Linked DNA regions of Sus scrofa: region 1 is linked to region 2. Evidence: chromatin contacts called from public HiChIP or PLAC-seq data. All regions are on one chromosome and are shown on one strand. Each heading gives the region's core, a stretch centred on a gene start, on an enhancer-like site or on the middle of the called end of the contact. The rest is flanking DNA. Distances are from core to core; before and after follow the strand shown. Region 1 overlaps PLCL1 (inactive phospholipase C-like protein 1). Region 2 overlaps PLCL1 (inactive phospholipase C-like protein 1).

What was found. HiChIP or PLAC-seq counts read pairs in DNA pulled down with a chosen protein or histone mark.
Region 1: a contact with region 2 is called in an H3K27ac HiChIP or PLAC-seq map of alveolar macrophages. The contact joins two enhancer-like sites. A contact is called at or near these places in 1 of 47 Hi-C or Micro-C datasets (adipose tissue) and 2 of 2 datasets of contacts at active chromatin or transcription factors (alveolar macrophages and skeletal muscle).

The regions. Positions count from the first base shown.
Region 1 is chr15:101,918,056-101,924,718 of Sscrofa11.1, forward strand. All of the region lies in intron 5 of PLCL1 (inactive phospholipase C-like protein 1), which reads left to right. Among named protein-coding and RNA genes, the nearest start is that of PLCL1, 300 kb to the left of the region's middle. Within about 2 kb of position 3,521, at least 1 of the 83 cell types and tissues checked has an H3K27ac peak or open chromatin away from gene starts, as enhancers often do. A contact at or near this core is called in alveolar macrophages, where this site is marked.
Region 2 is chr15:101,642,416-101,649,458 of Sscrofa11.1, forward strand. The region is part of intron 1 of PLCL1 (inactive phospholipase C-like protein 1); the gene reads left to right. Among named protein-coding and RNA genes, the nearest start is that of PLCL1, 22 kb to the left of the region's middle. Within about 2 kb of position 1,801, at least 2 of the 83 cell types and tissues checked have an H3K27ac peak or open chromatin away from gene starts, as enhancers often do. A contact at or near this core is called in alveolar macrophages, where this site is marked.

The DNA of each region.
Region 1 (6,663 bases), core at 2,271-4,770, 280 kb after region 2:
TATAATCTGAAGCTGAAAAGATACAGAGAGAAAATCATAAAATATACAGTATGAACTGTATTAGTGTTGGAAAAAAGAGCAAATTCTTTTTTCACAAGAGTATAATTAATGCATATGTAATAAAAATAAACCATAAATCTAAAAATTATTCCAAACAGTCCTTGTCCAACAATATAAGATGCTTCAGTGGAATGTTAATGCCTCTTAGTAATAAGCAGGCTAGTTACATGGTGTCCAGATTTCTGCCTTGGGTGGCCGTATCCCAGCTGTGCTACCCAGGAGTTTAGCAGAGATAAAAGCCAGGCTGTTGAATGTTTATGAAAGCCACAGACCACTTTACTTTATCTCCAGTAGGACTAAATTTAGTGTCTCTTGAAGGTAATTTTTTTTTCAGATGAAAGCTGCATTTTATAATGATTTTGAATAATTCAAAAGTGGCAGAATCCAAATGAATAGATGCAGCATAGACTAGAGGACTTGGTTCTAGCTTGGGAGGTCTAACTTTTCTTGCAGGGAAACTTTCTTTAGAGAAAATTTGTTTCTTACACACAGAGTCTTAGTCTAAGGTGAGTTTGATGTCTTTACTCTGTTAACTATTTTCTACAGTGATATATGGAAAGAATATTTCGTTCTAACTTCCTATAGCCCTTTTGGGTTTTTCAGACACAAGCACCTCTTCTTTCCTTGTTACTCTAGGGAGAACATGGGATACATCTAATTTTCTTATTCTTAACCCAAATCAGAGCAACATGAGCTCACTACTCTGAATGTATTTATGTAAGTGTGGTGCATACATTATCAAGTACAAACAAATCCACTTTTAGGTAAAGAGAGATTTTATTTGAAAGGATTTTTGCAATATGGGGCAGAGGACCCTTGCAATAAATACGGAGAATGATTCTTCCATAAAATTTATAAGCATCTTAAAGTAATTTTTTTTTTTTACTGAAAGGGGCAAATGAGGCTAGAAGAACTAGGTATGGAGAGGGGGTGGCTGGGTGGTGTGATCCTGAGAGGCCGTTAAGAAGGGGCAGTATACGGGGTCAGGCTGGAGGAGGGTGGAAGTTTAGGGCCTGAAGGAAGGAGAGAAGCTTAACTTAAGGTTGGTTAATGTGTACAAACAGTTCAGCTAATCATTTCTGAAAGAGAACTTGGAGGGTCATTGTCTGGCCTTGGCATAAGTGAATGAGGAAGGCATCCATGGGTCTTATCTAAATCACATGGGGAAGAGTGGCTCTTAGAAGTAAGCCATTTCCTGGAACGCAAAAAGTTAAGAGTTTCTCAATCATCCCTGTTTTCCAGGAGCATAGGGCTCAGGTAAAGTTTAACATTGTCAACATATACACATACATATATGAATATGGATATAAGAAATGTGGTGTGTGTGTGTATTATCACACGTACATATATATGTACATAATATATATATATATGTATGTAAATATAAATGTGTAAAGAACATTTTAGGTTAAGAATAATGAGATTAGACATTACTCTTTTAAAGCCATATTGAAAAGATCACCACTTCCCTCAATCTAGAAGTGTTCTCTTCCAATTTAATTAGCCTTCCCTTGTTTTGGATAGATCCAGTGTGCTCAAATATATAGCATGTACCTAACTGCATGCTCATAGTAACTGACCAGGTGGGAGGGGGTTCTCCTATATTTATCACTTCTTGTAAAACAATTTTGTATTGTTAAATCATTCCCCATATTGTAGTGATACTTTAAGCATTTGTAGTAAGTTAAGGTGCCTATTCACTAATGCAGAACAATTAGGAACTAAATTTCTCTTTTAAGGAAAAATCCATGGCTTTATGAGAAGATTAATTATAGATTTTTTTTTTCAAAAAGAAATCTCTTTGGAGTTTAGCTTATTTAGATCCATCAAAAAATCTACACATTACTGTTCAGAAAAGTATCTGAATAAGAAAGGAATACTTATCATCATTATCATCATTGATATTACAATCATTATATTAATATTTTGAGAGAAGATAATTTCTGGAAAGAAAAGATTCCCTGTCACAGAACTATAACTTAGAATTGGGTCCTAAACTTTCGCATTATCAGATGGTTTTATGGAAAGTTTATCAAATTATTAGGTAGAACTGCCTGCTTTCAGAGACCAAGAAGTGTATAGGTCTTGTTTTAGATGAAGAGAATCCTTCAATCGGCAACAAAATATACTAACCTCTTATGATTTGGTTTGTAAATCTGCCAGGGCAAAGCTATGTGTTCTAAAAATAGCCAAACTCTTTGAGTGTTTATTTAAAAGATACTATTCTCAATGGACTTTTGAATCAATAGACTCAGAGATGGAAAGTTCTTAAATTACTTCACGATGTATTCCAGGATAAAAGGATTGCAACCCAAATCCCTCGGAGGTATCCTTTAGTCAACTAGAACACTCGAGATTTCCCAGGTTTCTGCTGCACAGCAGTTGACATTATGGAACAACTAGAATAAAATTGGTTTATGAAGCCTGTTGCCTAGAAATATTAATCTTATGGACCAAAAAAGAAGTTCCTGATCAGTTCCTAACAAGTCTAGTTTCAGAAAGTTGAGGTTTTTTTCCCGCAAACATGCATTATTAGATTATTAGATTAGATTATTATAAAATGTATTTCTTTTATACTTTTGAAATAGACTAGATATCTTCAAAGTATGGTCTGGGTTTCAAAGTATGGTCTGGGTTTCTGATTGACTTAGGTCAGAAATAGGGGTTTGCCTCATTGTAATTTTATATTTCTCCAAATTTAATTGAGCTTCACTTTTTTTTTTTTTTGTCTTTTTTAGGCCTATACCCACAGCATATGGAAGTTCCCAGGCTAAGGATCAAATCAGAGCTGCAGCTGCCAGCCTACAGCACAGCCACAGCAATGCAGGATCCAAGCAGCATCTGTGACCTACACCACAGCTCACAGCAACACCAGACCCTTAACCCACTGAGCGAGGCCAGGGATCGAACCCATTGTCCTCATAGATACTTGTCGGGTTTGTTACCACTGAGCCACAACGGAAACTCCGAGGTTCACTTTATTTTAAGCAAAAATATATAGAGAGGGAAAATTGAAAGTTTTAGAGTTACTTGTGTTCTCTGGTGGATATTATTGAATCAGTAGTTTATTTGTTCAGACTGCAGAGAAAAGGACATTTTGAACATCTGATAAAACAGTCATATTGATACTTAAGAGCTATAGACAGTTTGTTTGCTGGTGAAATCATGGCTGGTTGCCCATGACTTCCTCATTCCCTTATCTTCCAGATGGTTCTTTACACTTATTAAAAATGTTGGAGGAAACAGGCTCTTTTGTTTATTGTGCATTTGATATCACCCAAAAACTGATATCCAAGGCTGCTAAAAAATGAAGCTGACATGTAAATGCTTGTGTGTAAAAAGTGAGTTTTAACTGTAGCTACCCCTTAATATTAAATCTGAATAAGACTAAAGATTCTTAACAATGTATATTGTGTATCCTCTGAGTCAGCCCATAGAATCTTTTCGTGTAATCTGAAACCAGAGGGGGAAAAAAAAGCAATTTCCTTCCTCTTTTCTTTTATCTGTAATACATTTTTGTCTGGGAGAGGAAGAATATCATTGAAAGAAACAATTATGTGTATATATAGTGTGTGTGTGTGTGTGTGTGTGTGTGTGTGTGTTATAACCCCTTGGTACTTACATGAAACAAGCTATTAACTCCACTCATTGTAAACTCTGTATGATACATGTAGATATAATCATAGTGATAATGGAGAAATGACAGCTACTCTGAGGTTTTGATTTTCTAGACCTATTCTCAGTGGTTCTTGTGAAAAACATAAAAATGTATAACAATATAATAATTACAAACACTTCCAGGGTGGAAATTCCATTTCTGAATTTTGGAAAGCACTTTCTTAGCTACTAAATTACAGTTATATTATTCACAGTAAATCATTTCTGTCATCCTTCCCTTAACAACCAACACCTTCCAGATTACTGGGTTCATCCCAGAAGTATTTTGTTCTTTAACTTCCTCTCTGGTCAGAGGGAAAGGGAGCAAATAGTGAAGTGATTACCACTGTTTTTATTCTTTAAATAACTGCTCCTGGGAAGGTCATTTCCTTTGGCTCCTTTGTCAAGGATACCCAGGAAGAGTTTTCACAGGAGACCCTGAGCTACAGCTGGCCTTGATAATTAATTACATGAGACTTTGTGAATTTCATTGAGATTAAATATAAGTACAACTAAAATTATCTTCCTGGAGCTCTTCATTAGATATTTCTATAGCATTGCAATTTCCTTTTTGCAACACAAGGTTTAATTGATCCCTGAATGGGCCAGAGCTGCTGTCTTCAAATACTACTGTACTTGTTGTACATTAACAGCTCTAGGGGGCGCTATTCCCCTTGAGTCTATGAGAATGAATCCTGCAGTTGTCATATAGCTACCCTGAAATGGTTAATCTAATCTTTTTTTTTTTTTTTTTTAATCTCTAGGCTTCAGTTTTCACTGAAGTTTTGAGAGAATGTCTTTAAGTGTCTATTACTTACATTAATTTTAATTATTTATTGTCTACTACAGTGATTTTTCCTATTAAGATTTACATTTAGGAGAAGTCTAGTAATTTCAAAAGATCCATGTGCAATGGTGTGTCTTATTGTGAATCTACCACTTACTTGTATGTTGAAGCACAATAGAGAAGCTCAACAATCCAGAATATTATATACCTCAGAGGAAGAAATTTTATTTGTAGCTTTAGCTAAATCTTAACTTTAATTGGTTTTGACAACCAAACTTGGTTAATTCCATTCGTAGCTCCAGATGACAGAAACAAGAGGCCATATTATTGGGAAAATAATATCCAATCGTCTTTTCGAGTCCATTACATGCTTGTGAGAGAAATTTTAATATGTTTTTAATCTTCAGGGGAAAAAAATGCTCTAAATTCATTTAAGAGGATTCAGAAACACAAATTTTTTTTTTCTTAACAGCCCAAGTATACTTGAGTGAGATAAAAATGTTTTTGATATTTACCTGTCAGCCATAGGAAAGAATTCCACATTCTTGGCTTGTGATGGGGCTACTCCATAGCTCTTCACCTCCACATTTCATGCTCCCACTTTCCCACAGTTCTGTGGTTCCTGAAACTTATTGGGCAATTTCAGGATTCTGCGCCTTTGCACATGCTATTCCTGCCAGTTATAATGTTCTTTTTTTTTTTTTTGGTCTTTTTGCCATTTATTGGGCTGCTCCCGCGACATATGGAGGTTCCCATGGTAGGGGTCAAATCAGAGCTGTAGCCACCAGCCTACGCCAGAGCCACAACAACGCAGGATCTGAGCTGTGTCTGCAATCTACACTACAGCTCACGGCAATGCCAGACTCTTAACCCACTGAGCAAGGCCAGGGATCGAACCCGCAACCTCATGGTTCCTATTGGGATTCGTTAACCACTGAGCCACGACGGGAACTCCACATAATGTTCTTTCCCTCCTCAATCAACTAACCAGCTCTATCTCCTCACTTAGTCCAGCACAAGCATCATCTGTTACTTTTTCAGGAATGCTTCCCTGATCTTTTCTCTCTATGCCCGCCATTCTTCAGTTTTCATCAAAACCAGATCATCTTTTTGTGCTATTTCTGTATCTTATACTCAGTTTCACTCCTGTATTGCAGTGATTTGTTCCCATGGCTTCACCCGTATGAGGTTGCATTCCCTCAGGGGCAGGGCTGTGCCTCAGCACAATGCTCAGCCTAAGCTGGGATCACAGAGGATCGCAGAAGCTAAGCGGCTTGTTCAAGAGAACATACCTGACCAGGAAGCAGCGGAGCTCGATGCGGACCTCAGTCTGTGTTCCTCACATCCATGGTCACGATGTCCAACCTACTACTGCCTGATGCCTGTGTGGCAAGTGGGAAGATGGGTGTTTCTGCAGTTCTTGGCAGCTCCATTTTCTCATGGGGTTGGCATTTTGTCCTCTTCCTTCCTTCTTCTACTGCTAGGGAGTGTCATTCTCCCTGGCCTGCTCCTCCTCAACTTCATCTTTTCTGACCAGGGCATTTTTTTTCCCCAAAACACAGGCAGGCGCTCATGGGCACTAGATTGGTAATTTGGCTTTAGCTTTTTCTCTCAGTAAGCTCACTGATCACTGCCATTTTTTCATTCTCCAGGTACTCATATTCTGTCTGCTGGGCAACTAGTGGCTATTCTCAGAGTGTTTATAGAGTTGCATGGTTTTCTACATCACTGCTTCAGCTCCTTCCAGCCGTTCTCCTAAGTTCATGCCTCATAAATGCAGTGTGCACACACATATACAAATATTCTGAATACACATTATAGACACTTCTTGGTGGCCCTATTCTACATTGTACAACTAGTAAAATTTTTTTATTGAAATAGAAGCAGCAGATGGTATGTGCTCAACATGTTTGTTGAATTATTTGAATATAAACCTGAAAAGATATTAAAAATTGTCCTAGTGCAATAAGACCTTAGTGACTCTTGCCTTCATTGCTCATAAGAGGATGAAAAAAAGATACTTTAATTATCTTTGGGTTTCTTCTCTTTTTCCAACATGATTCGTATATTATTAACAATCCAAGTGACTGAACTTTAGAACTTTTTGTATGATCTTTTTTTAAAACCTGGGTAAATTTTATCCTTGAGTTCCCTCCTCC
Region 2 (7,043 bases), core at 551-3,050:
TCCTCTACTACCTTCACTGTTAAAAGTATAAAACTTTAACGGTGTGGTGCAGTGGGTTAAGAATCTGATTGCAGCAGCTCAGGTCACTGCAGAGGTGCATGTTTGATCCTCAGCCCTGTGCAGTGGGTTACTGGATCCTGCATTGTAGCGGCTGTGGCTTGGATTCAGTTCCTGGCCTGGGACCTTCCATATGCTGTAGGTGCACCATAAGAAAAAGTGTAAAAGCTCATAAATTATAATTGGAAAGAAGAAATGATGTTCCAGACAGAGAAAGATTTTTTTGGTTGTTAAAGATGTGGGTCTTTTTTTTTTTCCTTAAAGAGGTATTTTGTTGAGTCCTGGTGTCTAGTGTATAAAATCAATTATTTATTTTACTCCCTTTCAACTTTATTGAATAAGTTTCATTAGAAGAATCATATTACAGAAACTACTCCTAACAGCCATACACAAAGTACGCACTTACCTGGGCCTTGGGTCATTATTGTGTTCCTGTATGTATTGTTAGAGGAAGGGGGTTTCCAGGCTATATGGCAGTGCAAGATGTTAAAATAAGGATAAAACCCACAATTTCCTCAGTGGTGCATATATTGAAGAGTGATTTCCAGGAAAGCTCACATCATAGAGAACCAATTGCTGTCTGGTTTCATGGATAGTAAGACCAGCTTATGGAACGTTTTCCGCTGTTTAAAACCTGTTAAAAGCCAGAAGAGAAAAATAGCATTCTCCACTGACATTGGGATCAACTGAGGATGTGATTAGTGGCATTAAATTTTTTTTTAAGAAGGTTGGAATCGTAACTTTGAAAAGTCCTGGATGTAGATATTAGATATTTATTTATACAATGTGAAAACTCTGCATCAGATATTTCTTTTGTTCTGAACTCCTTCAAGAAAAGTCTGGAGAAAACCAAACCGTGACTTAAGCCCTTTAACAACTCTGCCTAGGATTTTATTATCTTTTAAAAATATAGTTTCTTAAAAGGTCTAAAACACTGCTCTGAGGCTTTTTATGGACATGCAAGCTTAGCTTTGTGTTTATCTGATTGTGTCTTAAATCCTTCTGAATTCTTATTCATGGTTTCAATTTTGATTTTCAGTTTTTACAGTTGAAAACGACTTGAGCATTTTAAAGGACAAGTAGAGGACTAAAGTAGATTATTTGTCTTACTCCTATGAGGATCTTGGTGCTATGACCCTTAAGGGACTGTCTTTATAGTTTTCTTCAAGTACTCTTTTCCTGCATCATTTTGATCTTTTCTTTCGTAAACTTTTCTGTTTCCAGCTTCCAGAAAGTATACCATTGTTTGTATAAACAAAAACATTGCTTGCTTTAGATGGCTGGCTTGATCTACACCTGAATTTTAAATTCAGACTTTCACTGTTAAAAGTCTTTATTAAAGGAGGAATTTAGCTGAGAATATTTATACATGAATCTCTGAGCCTTTGAAATGAGGGAGTTTACTTTCAATATTTATAAATGTATTTATTGGGAAGCTAAGCTGCTCAAACATGCATTAGCTTCAACAAGATACGCAGAAGTTTATTTCTCTAATAAGTAACATTCTATAACTAGGGATGCTATTCTGAATCAGGTAAGTGGCTCTGATCCAGGGGTCTTGTTTCCTTTTGCCTTCTTTTTGGGCTGTCCTTTAGGTGTTGTTTTGTCCCTTTGATTAAACTGGCTCACCACCACATCCCCCTTCTGTTCCATAAGAAAGGGGAGAAAAAGAAGAGGAGGGCAAGTAGCTTTAAGGAAGTTATCTGTGAATTGCTCCAATTACTTCTATTTTTATCTCATTGGCCTGTCAGTGATATGGCCACATCCAGCTGGGACATGTGGTGTTTACCTAGGTAGTCATATGCTCAGCTTAAAGTTTAGGAGATTCTTTTTTTTTTTTTTTTTGCTTTTTAGGGCCACACCCGAAGCATATGGAAGTTCCCAGGCTAGGGGTCAAATTGGAGCTATGGCTGCCAGCCTACACCATAGCCATAGCAACTTGGGATCTGAGCTGTGTCTTTGACCTATGCCACAGCTCACAGCAATGCCAGATCCTTAACCCCCTGAGCGAGGCCAGGGATCAAACCCACATCCTCATGGATACTAGTAGGATTCATTTCTGCTGCACCACAATGAGAACTCCAGGAGATTCTTATTAGTAAACAAAGAAGAAGACTCTAAGTATTGTTAAGGTTACAATAACTAGTTATTCGTATATTCTTAACTTGGAGGAGGAATCAAAGTGTTTTGTGATATGAGAGAGTTGAATACTACTCTGATGTGTTTTGGGGTTCACATTGGTCTGGTTAGAGCAACTGATGAGAACATGACCGATGTGCTACTAGGTCCTTTTTCAATTCCTATATGAACCAGTTAACTTCAAAATTATGTTTCACAGACATGAACTACACTTTTCATCCTGACTTGCAAATTCATACCATATATGACACAGAGAAACCCCAAACAAGGGCAATCCAGGATGTCTTGAGTAACTACTGTGTGCCACACATGGTGGGAGGGAATCTGATGGGCTGTTTTAGGTGAGCTGTTGGAAGGCAGCAGGTACAGCAACTCCAGTAGAGGAGGAGCCTCTGAGGATGTGTAGATACTGGCCTCCAGTCAGCAAGGGACTTCCTGTCTTATGAGGGAGCCAATTCCATTTTCAGGCTGCTTTTATTTGAAAAAAATTCTTATATTGAGCCCAAATCAAGTTCTTCCCTGATGCATTTCCTAGTCAGTCTGGTTTCTTCTTCAGGAGCTAGAAAGAGGAAGTTTTAAGTATTCATGTGAAACTCTTGACATACTTGAAGGGAGTCATGTGAATGTCTCCTCCCATGCTCCCATTGCAGTAAGGACCCCTGACATTTATTGAGTGCTTACCCTGTTCCAGACACTGTTCTGAGCACTTTACATATATTATCTTATCTAATTCTCACTAGGCTTATGAAGTGCAGGATGTTGACCCTATTTTCTTAGATGAGATTGAGGGACAGACAGTTTAAATAACTCGCTCAGATTCACTCAGCAAATAAGTGGCATGTTCTGATTTGTCAGTGTTTTGCTTAAAATGTTGTTCCCAGACTATAACATTGGTTGCTATACTGGATGCACCATGGTCCATTATAGTGGACTGTTTTACCTCCATTTTTATGGATGCTGTATTTCTATAATAAAATCATCAGGGAAATTTTTCTTATGGGAAAAAAACCCCAGTATGTTCCACTGACAGCAATTCAGCAAGTTGTCTTTGTATCCAGATGCTGTCCTTCTGAATTTGGGAGGATCTGATGAGTTGATTGAAGGCAGGCTTGATGTGGCAGCTGCATTCAATTTAATATGATATATAGATCCATTGCATTTTTCTTAAATAGGGAAATAGTTGGTAAAAAAAAAAGTAGTTAAGAAAGATTTTCTTATTAGCTATGTGAAGCAGTGGAGATAAATTAGGGATTAAGAGAATGCCTAGAAGTTTCCAGAATTAGGTGCTAAGTCTAGGAGGTAATATAGCACTGCCATTAAAAAAGTAGCACTTAGAATTGGACTGCTAGAATTGGAATCCTCATTCTTTATTTATTTAGCTATGTGGCATCAGGCATATTACTGAATCTCTCTGACTCTCCCTCAACTTCATTATTTTATTTAATTTAATCTTATTGGGATATTGTTGGTTTACATTGTTGTATTAGCTTCAAGTTTATAGCAAAGTGAATCCATTATACATATACATATATCCATTCTTTTTTTACATATAGGTTATTACAGAACATTAAATAGACTTCCTTGTGTTAGATAGTGGGTCCTTGTTAATTATCTGTTTTGTATATAGTAGTGTGTATGTGTTAATCCCATCCTCCCAATTTATCCCTCCCCCATATGGTTTCTTTTTTGGTAACCCTAAGTCTGATTTTAAAATCTTTGTGTTTGTTTCTGTTTTATAAATACATTCTTTGGTATCATTTTTAAATTAGATTCCACATATAAGTGATATCATATGATATTTGTCTTTGTCTGGCTTACTTCACTTAATATGATAATCTCTAGTCCGTCCATGTTGCTACAAATGACATTATTTCATTCTTTTTTATGGCTGAGTAATATTCCATTGTATATATGTACCACATCTTCTTTATCCATTCCTCTGTCAATGGATATTTAGGTTGCTTCCATGTTTAGCAATTGTAAATAGTTCAGATTCATTATTGTAGTAGAACTTACCTCATAGGGTGGTTGAGAAGATTAAATGAGAAAATTCGTATAGAGTGCTTAGGTAAGTAGTTGGCACATGGTAGTCAGCCAACAAATGTTCTTATTTTGAAATAGAAAAAATACAATCTGAGACTAGTCTTGAAGTACAACGTCCTCCTGACAAGGACTTTTCAGAGACATAAAGGACTCATTAAGTAAAAATAATTCTTAAGATTTTGATCACAGAAAGTCTTGAAGAGAGTGGTTTCTTTGAGCATGGAGCAAAACCTGTCTTGTGGCTTTTTTGTATAACCTGATGAGGGTTGGGATGGTCACCTTTCTAAAGTGATGGGAACTCCAGTGTCTCTGCTTATGGTCTTTAGAGTTGTAGAAATTGGTTATCATTGTTCTTTTCTCTGATTTCTTACAGAATTACAAAGAAAAATAAACGGAGACTTGATTTTATTTGCTACAGTCTGTGGTTATTAAGAAAAATAAGCTCCTTATCCCTACTGAAAAAGTTCTGTAAACCAACAAGCAGTGTTTGTAATTGTTACTCTCTTTGCTCCCTTTTTTTTTTTTTTTTCCCAACTGCATCATCCAAGGCATGCAGGATTCCTGGGTCAGGGATTGTATTTGAGCCACAGCGGTGATGACACTGAGTACTTAACTGCTAGGCCACCAGGAATTTCTCTTTGCTCCTTCTTGACAAGGCAATTATACAGTTTTTGCTAGAGGGTTAGTTTGTGCAAAGGTAGGTTTTAACTTCCTCAAATTCTATAGTAAAAGAATGAGCAATATATGAATTAATTATTCAACAAATGATTTTTAAGTACTTACTGCATCTGGCACAGTGCTTGCATGCTTGTCATTGATTATTCTCTTGTCTAAAAATCTCAAATTAATGAACAGTATATAGTGGGTTCTTTTTCTTTTTTTTTCTTGCTTCAAGTTAATTGAAATTTTAGAAAAAGCTCCCATAACCTCCACCATGGCACTCAGCCTCAAGGGACACCTAAAACTTGGTAAAGATGTCTATTAGAAATAGCTTCCCCATTAATTTGGCTAAAGCTTTCAAATTTCAATTTAATTTTACAATTCAACTGAAGTTTTGCTTTTATTAAACAAATACCTCTCACAACTAATTACTTCTGACTTTCTTTTTCTCCTGAAATTAGGCTCATTTTGGGAGTTTGTGAATATGAACAAAATGTGAATGAACACTTGATTAAAAGTTTTTTAAAAAATTAAATCTGACTCAGACTCAGGTTTTCTGTGTGTTTACATTTCTCTTTTCCTTGTTAGATGGTAAATTCCTTAAAAGCAAGACCTTACTCAAACTGGCTTGTGGTCTCTAAAAGGAGAGGGTATGATGCTCTGTAAAAATGGGGCCTTAAATAAATAATGACCAACCTTAAATAAATCCTTACAATTAAGGAAAGAAGTGAACCATAAAATTGGCAGCTATTACTCAATTTAGTATGAGTAATAGTATGGTTAAGGGGCAATGCTATTTTTTTTTTTTTTTTTTCCCTGCAGCCTATTCAGCCAAAACTGCTGAGAATCTAAGGAGCTTCTACCTGGTCTCTCTTAGGTGTTGTCACCTGCCACATTCTTATGAGTGAGGTGCAAGCCAGTGGTAGAAGAAGATATAAAGGATATTAAATTTTCTGCCTATCTTTTTATACTTAGATTTAAACACAGCTTCCTTTGTTTATGGTATCATATTTAAAGTTTTTTAAAAATTGAGATATAATTGACATTTAACATTACACTAGTTTCAGGTGTATAGTGTAACACTTCAGTATATGTGTATATTATGAAATGATCACCACAAGTTTAGTTAACATTCATCACCACATATAGTTACAAATTTTCTTTTTATTGTTGTAAGAACTTTTAAAGATCTACTTTCTTAGCAACTTTCAAGTATATAATATTATTAATTATAGTCACCATGCTGTGCATTACATCCTCCTGACTTATTTATTTTATAGCTGGAAGTATGTGCCTTTTGACTACCTTCACCCATTCCCTCCATTCCACATCTCCCCACCATCCCACCCTTGCCTCTGGCAACCACCAATCTAATCTGTTCTCTGTATCTGTGAGTTCAGGTTTTTTGTTTGTTTGTTTTATTCCACATATAGGTGGGATCATTTGGTATTTGTCTTTCTTGTCTGACTTAGTTTACTTAGCATAATACCTTCCAGGTCCATTCATATTGTCACAAATGTCAGGAACTCCTTTTCATGGCCAAATAATATTCTGTGGTATATATACCACAAATTCTCTATCCATTCATCTGTTAATGGGCAATTAGGTTGTTTCTATATTTTAGCTACTGTAAATAATGCTGCAGTGAACATGGGGATGCAGGTATCTTTTAGTGTTGTAGTTTCATTCAGATAAAAATACCCAGATGTGGAATCGCTGAATCTGTAGTTTCCTTTATTAAGGCATCCTGAAGGAATTGGAATTTTGACTGGAGTCCTTGTGCAAACCAATCATGGATGGGCCTAATCCTAGACCCCCACCCCTAGTAAACTTAATTGAGGAGCCAGTGTCCTTAGAAGTTTAAAAGTGGTAAGCCTTTTCCATAGAACATATAGGCAGTATTCTCTAAGCTTATCAGCTATAACCTTGATTTTGACAAGAAGGAATTAAATTAGAAATTGTCCAATAAACATGGGACATGCATCACTCCCCCCCCTTTTTTAATTTTGTTAGTTTCATCTCACCAGTTCTGAAGAGGGGACTACACTTTAGCCTTTCTTGTGTCCTCTATATCTCCTACTAAGTGTTAGGCACATATTTGATTTCTCTCCCCAAATTGAATCAAGGTGACTTATTTTCTTCCG